Regions from separate parts of the Mus musculus genome. Here region 2 is linked to region 1. Evidence: chromatin contacts called from public promoter capture Hi-C data. All regions are on one chromosome and are shown on one strand. Each heading gives the region's core, a stretch centred on a gene start, on an enhancer-like site or on the middle of the called end of the contact. The rest is flanking DNA. Distances are from core to core; before and after follow the strand shown. Region 1 holds the start of Hmx2 (H6 homeobox 2). Region 2 holds the start of Glrx3 (glutaredoxin 3).

Region 1 (3,625 bases), core at 543-3,042:
TGACGGAGGCCGGCACCTGCCCCTCGCCAGCCTCCCGGGCCTGGGCGCGCAGCCTCCTGGCCCTCCGCTCCCTCCCCTGCCCCGTCCCGGCTGCGCCACCGACCCCTAATCAATTAGCCCATTAACGAGCCCTTTGAGGAGTTAAGTAGGGAGAGTTCTGCCACGGGCAGGGCCGCAGTCGGTAACTCAGTGAGGCTAATGATATTATAAGCGCTTTACTCAATAACCCGGGAGCGGTGCAGGCGAGGAACTGCACCGTCACGGTGCAGGCTGGACATTTGTGGGGACCGACTCTACAGTCTCTCTTCACTCTTGGATCTTCTGGCATGTGTCTAAGGAAGGGAACAGGGTTTCTGGGACCTTAAGGGTGCAGCCAGGTTTGGCTGGAAGCTTTGGGTCTCGTTCCTTTCCATAAAGCTTGTGTAGATAACTGTCGCCTCAAATCCCTTTGCTTGCTTTGTTGAGATGACTCTAGATCAGGTAACAGGTGCTCTAGGGATTAAACAAGCAAGAGTCAGGGCTTAGGGAGAGGCCACAAGAAGGAAGGAGAGAGTCAGGTTTTATAAAGCTGTACCTTGACCTCTGAAAGGAAAGCAACACTTCAAATAATTTTAGGATGGGGAAAACGAGGCGTGGAAAGTGTACATATCTTGCCCAAAGACACCCTACCTATATTTAACAGGATCCTGTCCAATTCTAAAAAGTCCCCATACCTACCTACTTCGTTTCCTTCCAGAAGCAGCGTAGCCATTTTGAGACCGCCAGTATTTACCAGCAAAATAAAGTAAATGAGTTTAGCTGCAGTGTGGGAAGGCGAGCTGTGTGGTATTCGGTCAAGGATTAGGAAATAACTATTCTGCACTCTGAGAGTTTATAGGTTTCTAGCTGACACATCATCACAACCAGAGAATGGGGGCAGGCGACACTAAGAAGTTTGCCAGGGGGCAGGGATGCTTCTACTGGGACCAGACTTGTTCAAGTTCACACAGTGCAAATGGCGTTTGCTGGAATGTGAGCCGGAACCTCGGGACATTTGGGGGCTACTCTGTTTCCAAAATCCTCTGCCCCCTTTAGTCAGCGGGGTCTTCAGGTCCAGAGCTGTAGAATTTCTTTGCTCCTGTGTCTCCCAGCGGAGAGCCACATACTGTCAATCCCCAACGCAGCGGGAGAAGACTCGTAGAGCGCTGTTAGTTCCCAAGAGGCTAGAAGGGGTTGAGGACTGGGGAGGGTGGCAGCAGCCTATGGTGTGCATCTTGGATGTGAGAGAGCCCCACCAGCTCGACCCCGGGCGCTGTTCTCGTTTCTGGAGAGGCAAGGCAAAGACCAGGAACACAGGCTGCAATCTAAGCTGCCTTCAGCCCCAGATGTTACGGGCTGGACAGAGCTGATGCGAGTGCGCGTCTAGGCTTGCTCCCGGAGCTTCCCGGTGCTGCGTGCTCGGCCCCAGCTTTTTAAAAAATTCCGGGGCCGCTCCGCGGCGCTGCGATTGGCCGCGGCCGGGTAACCTCTATGCAAATGAGGCCGCGCAGCCTCCGCGTCGCTGGAGACCGGTGGAGTTGTCAAACGAGGAAGGGACATTGGCACCGGGGCTGGGCGGGCTCACCCAGAGCCGGGCCGGCAGGGACCCGCGCACAGCGGTCCGGTGCCTGCGCGTCCTGGAGCAGAAGGGACGCCTCGCCAGCCTCGTAGCCCCCTCCCCTTGCTTTCCCTCCCGCCCCTCCCCCCGCCCGCCTGCCCGCACCACCTTCCACCCAGCCCCGCTCTAAAGGGAGTTCTTGGTTTCCTCCGATTTCTTATGAACCCAGGATGGGCAGCAAGGAAGATGTGGGGAAGGGATGTCCGGCGGCCGGTGGCGTCTCCAGCTTCACCATCCAGTCCATCCTGGGCGGGGGCCCCTCCGAGGCACCGCGGGAGCCCGCCGGGTGGCCAGCCAGGAAACGCAGCCTGTCTGTGTCCTCGGAGGAGGAGGAGCCGGAGGAAGGTTGGAAGGCTCCGGCTTGCTTCTGCCCAGATCCGCACGGCCCCAAGGAGCCAAGCCCTAAGCACCATACCCCCATCCCTTTCCCTTGCCTGGGTAAGGATCGCAGGTCGGGAGTCTGGCCCGAGTGAGCGTGAGCCGATGCGGTGTGTGATTGTCGGAGACGCGGAGCAGGGCATCCCCGGGTCACAGCCGGGCCGCTAGTGGTCCAGGCTAAGGGGAGGGGACTACGCACCCATGGTGCATTCTCGAAAAGGCCGGAAGGGCCGGCGCTGGGGAGAAGTAGAGGAATATTGGGGCGGTAAGGGGAAGACTGGGTAAGGGGAAGGAGGGTGAACCAGAGTGGGCCAGGAACTCTGCGGGCGGTACACAATGCTGGCCAAAATGGTTTCGCACGCCGGGTACTTTCTGTCCTGACTTAGTTCTGCAGGTCTGGTTTGGGTGTTCTGTCAGTCCTGCAGGCTCTATGTCTTTTCCCTCCTCTCGGCCTCTTCTCGAAGTGATTAGTACTCTAAAATGATTGACAGTGCTGAGTTTCAGAGAGGTAAAAGCTAACGGAGGACAGCCAAGGAGTTATGAATAAAATTAGCCCGACTCTCAAAGAAAACGGCCTGTAAAATGATGCTACCTTGTAGAGCTCAGTCCTCAAAGGCAAAAATCACCTTTAAAAAATGGTGTTAATGTCCCCATTCCAGACCCGGTACCACGTTTACTTTTATAAGAGTGGAAGGAGACCCTCCAGCTCGGATTATATGGAACCCTCTTCTGCTGCTTTGAAAGGCCGAGGCTCTGGACTTTGGGCGCTAGCAGGACGCAGTAGAAAAGGAAAGGGTTAGCAATAGGGGAATCAAGGATGCAGGCATCAGTCAACCTCCTTGTCCCCGGCAGAGCTGAGAGTCTTTAAGGCTCATCAACTCCATGGTCATTCTGTTTGTGCTCACTCTTCAGGTACCCCCAAGGGCAGCGGAGGCGCAGGGCCTGCGGCCTCGGAGCGCACGCCATTCCTTTCTCCTTCTCACCCGGACTTTAAGGAAGAGAAGGAGAGGCTTTTGCCGGCGGGCTCGCCTTCTCCGGGCCCGGAGCGGCCACGGGACGGCGGTGCGGAGCGCCAAACCGGAGCGGCCAAGAAGAAGACGCGCACCGTCTTCTCCCGCAGCCAAGTGTACCAGCTCGAGTCTACCTTCGACATGAAACGCTACCTGAGCAGCTCGGAGCGCGCTTGCCTCGCCTCCAGCCTGCAGCTCACCGAGACCCAGGTTAAGACTTGGTTCCAGAATCGCCGCAACAAGTGGAAGCGGCAGCTCTCAGCCGAGCTTGAGGCAGCCAACATGGCACACGCGTCGGCGCAGACTCTCGTGGGCATGCCGCTCGTGTTTCGGGACAGTTCGCTGCTGCGAGTGCCGGTGCCGCGCTCTCTGGCCTTCCCGGCTCCGCTTTATTACCCGAGCAGCAATCTCTCGGCCTTACCGCTCTACAACCTGTACAACAAGCTTGACTACTGACATGCTCGCCCGCCGGCTCCCGGGACGCCCCTGGTCGCCTGCAGCTGCCTGCATAGCCCGGCGCGGTCGGGATCCTTCGCAGAGCTCCGGAGCAGAGCGGCGCGTGTCCAGAAATATTAAGAAATACACCATGTGTATTCGTTAT
Region 2 (3,625 bases), core at 421-2,920, 5.9 Mb after region 1:
CGAGACAGAGATAATGTGTGTACTGTCTCCCAATGATAAAACCTTGTGTCTTAGTTAGGGTTTTACTGCTGTGAACAGACACCATGACCAAGTCAATTCTTTTTTTTTTTAAAGATTTATTTATTTATTTATTATATGTAAGTACACTGTAGCTGTCTTCAGACACACCAGAAGAGGGCATCAGATCTCATTAAGGATGGTTGTGAGCCACCATGTGGTTGCTAGGATTTGAACTCAGGACCTTTGGAAGAGCGGTCAGTGCTCTTAACCGCCGAGCCATCTCTCCAGCCCCGACCAAGTCAATTCTTATAAAGGACAACATTTAATTGGGGCTGGCTTACAGGTTCAGAGGTTCAGTCCATTATCACCAAGGTGGGAGCATAGCAGCATCCAGGCAGATGTGGGGCTGGAGGAGCTGAGAGTTCCACCACTTGTTCCAAAGGCAGCCAGGAGGAGACTGGCTTCCAGGGAGCTAGGATGAGGGCCTTAAAGCACACACCCACAGTGACACACCTACTCCAATAGGGCCACACCTTCTAATAGTGCCACTCCCTGGGCTGAGCATATACAACCCATCGCACCTTGCAAACCTGTAATACAATACTATAATCAGGATGTTAATGTCCGCGTGTGACCCTGATGTCTTTCTGAGGTTTCTATGGCTTTATTGGTATTGGCGTATGTTTATTTTCTTACAGTCCTAAGTTTGGGGTTCTGCCCCCCCCCCCCCCAGCCAAGAAGCAGAACAATTTGTCCTGTTGCATTTGGAGCACTGTGATCCACATTTTTAGTAGGGGTGTTTCTCAAGATGTGTGTGACACAGCTTCCAGGGCTTTTGTAATCATAGGAGCAGGGCTGCCAATAGGATACAGGAGTGGCCACCGCAAGCAACTCTCCTGTGTTCTTTAAAATGGCTCAGTGAGCAGAGGTAAAAGGACATATTTAATTCCCAATCGATCGAAAATATTTCAATCTGTAATCTGTTACTGTTACTCAGGCTGGCCTGGAACTCACTGTAGAGCCCAGGCTGGACTCAAACTTAAGGAACTTCCTGCCTTAGCATGGGAAAGAGTGTGGAGAAGATACCACTGGCGAGTCACTGCCCGTACAGGGAAGCTTCTAGTAAGAGGGTCATGGAGGCTGGGCCTGGGTGGGAAGGTGCAGGAACTCTAAAAAGGAGCCTAACGGTTCTTAGAGGCAATGGGGCGAGCCATTTAGGTCTTGTGTCAAGGCTGCAACGGCTAACAGGTGTCACAGAGTTGTACTGAAGGTTGATTATGGGGTTCTGAGGGCACCTCTAGAAGAGTTCGAGTTTCCTCCAGGACTGAGGTACAAGGACTATCAGGGTTGTGCTCAGACACTATTGTTTTTTTAGTCTTAAGACTTCCTAGTTCATCTTTATGCAGCTTCATGTGAGATTTCAGCTTGCCAATGTTCTATTCTGACTTCACTCTAATTTACAATACACACATACTTACATCCCTTCCTATTACAGGTTTCTGAGCTCCAGAGCTACAACAGCCAGGGGCCAAGGCATCTAGCTAGTTAGCACACCAATACAAAGCAAGGAGGCTCCGCTAGCCCAACCCAGAGCCTCCCAGTTCTCCCAGTCCGAGGGCGTGACCTTCAGTGCCGGAGGGCGTGGCATAGTGTGTCAGGGGTGGGCCCCCGATCTCAGCGGGCGTGGCTTCCCCGTGCGCAGCCTCCTCGCGTGTCCGTCCGGCCCTATCGAGCCTCCGGCGCTCGACTGCTGGTGTCTGGCGGAGACAGCATGGCGGCGGGGGCGGCCGAGGCAGGCGAGGCAGCCGTGGCAGTGGTGGAAGTCGGCTCTGCCCAGCAGTTTGAAGAGCTACTGCGCCTCAAAACCAAGTACGCGGGGGCGGCGAGAGGGCCCGGGGACCAGAGGGCGGCGGGCCGGGGGGTCACGGGACTTGGGGGCGGCTTCCCAACGCGGCACGTCCGGAGCTGAGCTCGTGGTCCAACGGCGGCCCTACTTGGGCCGCGGCGGTAGCCCCTCCTAGGGAAGCGGCCCGCGGCGGCCCGCGTGCACAATGGACCTGCCCTCCGGAGACCCGCATGTGGCGCCTCCTGAAGGAAGCCTTGGCTGGCGACCAGCCTGCAGGCCCAGCTAGGGTCCCGGGCTTTCCTGAACCACCAGCCGGCTAAGGGAGGGTCTGCGGCGGCCGGGTGCGCGCGCCTCGCCTTTGGCCAAGCCTTCCTGAGGCCAGCCCTGGGGATGCGTGGGAAACCAGGACCTCGGCGCTCTAGGATGCTGCCCTGCCTTGATCTGCATGCAGAGTGGTGAGGGAGGGGTTTCAGGGCCCACTGCCGGGGATCCCCAACCTCTCCTTAGCCCCTTATGTGCTTGTAATCCTGGGGCAAGTTTCCTAACCTCCCCTTCGGCTTCCTCCCGGGTGAATGGACCGGTTCTGTTAAAGCTCTGTTTTGTGGTTGGCGTACCGGAAGCTCTCTCCACTAATGTGGGGGCCTTGGTATCCTCACTGAGCAGAGTGGGCAGGTGGCAGATTGACTGGCTGACATCTGCTACTCCATACAGTATGGAGGAGAATTACAATAGCTCATTCAGAGGCTGGCAGTGTAGCTAGTGCTTAATACACAAGAAACCCTGAGTTCAACTTCTAGCACCGAAAACAACAACTCATCTTCATCAACAACAAAACCAGTCCTTTCCAACCCTTTCGCATTTCAGGTTTACTTGATTTTAAATTTTTTTCCCCCCAAAGAAAAGAAAAAGGGAGAATGAGAGTAACATTAAGTAGAAGCTGACTTCTGATGGATCCAGCCAGGTCGTTTACCAGGCGTTTCGGAGGACGTCAGAGATGGCCTCCTGAAGTGATGAGGGCTTGTGTGGACATGTCCTGAAAAGCTTGAACTTAAATCGTCTGAGAAGATTCTTTTATGTGTGTGTGTTTCACATGCTTAGTTTGTCTTTATGTTTCATGTGTTAAACAGGCCTTAGTGGGTAAAAGTTAGCATGCCATTTATTCTGCAAGTTCAAGGTCAGTTTGATCTTCATAGTGAGTTTCAGGCTAGCCAGAGGTATATAAGGAGACCCTATTGTAAAAAATCAGGAAACAAACATTTCTTTCCTCTCAAGGGGGGTGGGGGGCAAGACAAGAACAGCAACAAACCGCAAACCCATCTGCATGTATTCTTGTCACTGGTGTCTGCCTGAGATGACTCGGGAGACAGTGTTCCCGTCTGCAGTGACTGTTCAGAATGGGTCATGGGAAATGCTGTGTGACACCTGGGGAGTGACACCTGGGGAAGGATAGGAAGCCATCAAGAATACTAAATACGGGCTGGCGAGATGGCTCAGTGGGTAAGAGCACCCGACTGCTCTTCCAAAGGTCCGAAGTTCAAATCCCAGCAACCACATGGTGGCTCACAACCACCCATAATGAGACCTGATGCCCTCTTCTGGAGTGTCTGAAGACAGCTACAGTGTACAGTGTATTTATAATAAATAAATAAATCTTTAAAAAAAAAAAAAGAATACTAAATAGCACTTGTGGGTGCAGCCATTTCCATGTCAAGGCTTTTCAGGGTTGGTGTGGGTTGAAGTCTACTTTTTTGTTTTATTATTATTTTTTCATCATTTTAT

Evidence for each region. Promoter capture Hi-C pulls out the DNA fragments that hold promoters and counts their contacts.
Region 2: a promoter capture Hi-C map of pre-B cells shows a contact between it and region 1. The contact joins the promoter of Glrx3 here to the promoter of Hmx2 in region 1. A contact is called at or near these places in 1 of 39 promoter capture datasets (pre-B cells) and 1 of 484 Hi-C or Micro-C datasets (CD4 T cells).

Annotation. Positions count from the first base shown.
Region 1 is chr7:131,552,501-131,556,125 of GRCm38.p6, forward strand. Hmx2 (H6 homeobox 2) reads left to right here and starts at 1,793. Exons shown (of 2, transcript NM_145998.4): 1 at 1,793-2,074; 2 at 2,927-3,625. The coding sequence starts at 1,807. The coding sequence ends at 3,480.
Region 2 is chr7:137,435,903-137,439,527 of GRCm38.p6, forward strand. It overlaps Glrx3 (glutaredoxin 3), which reads left to right and starts at 1,671. Exons shown (of 11, transcript NM_023140.5): 1 at 1,671-1,869. The coding sequence starts at 1,772.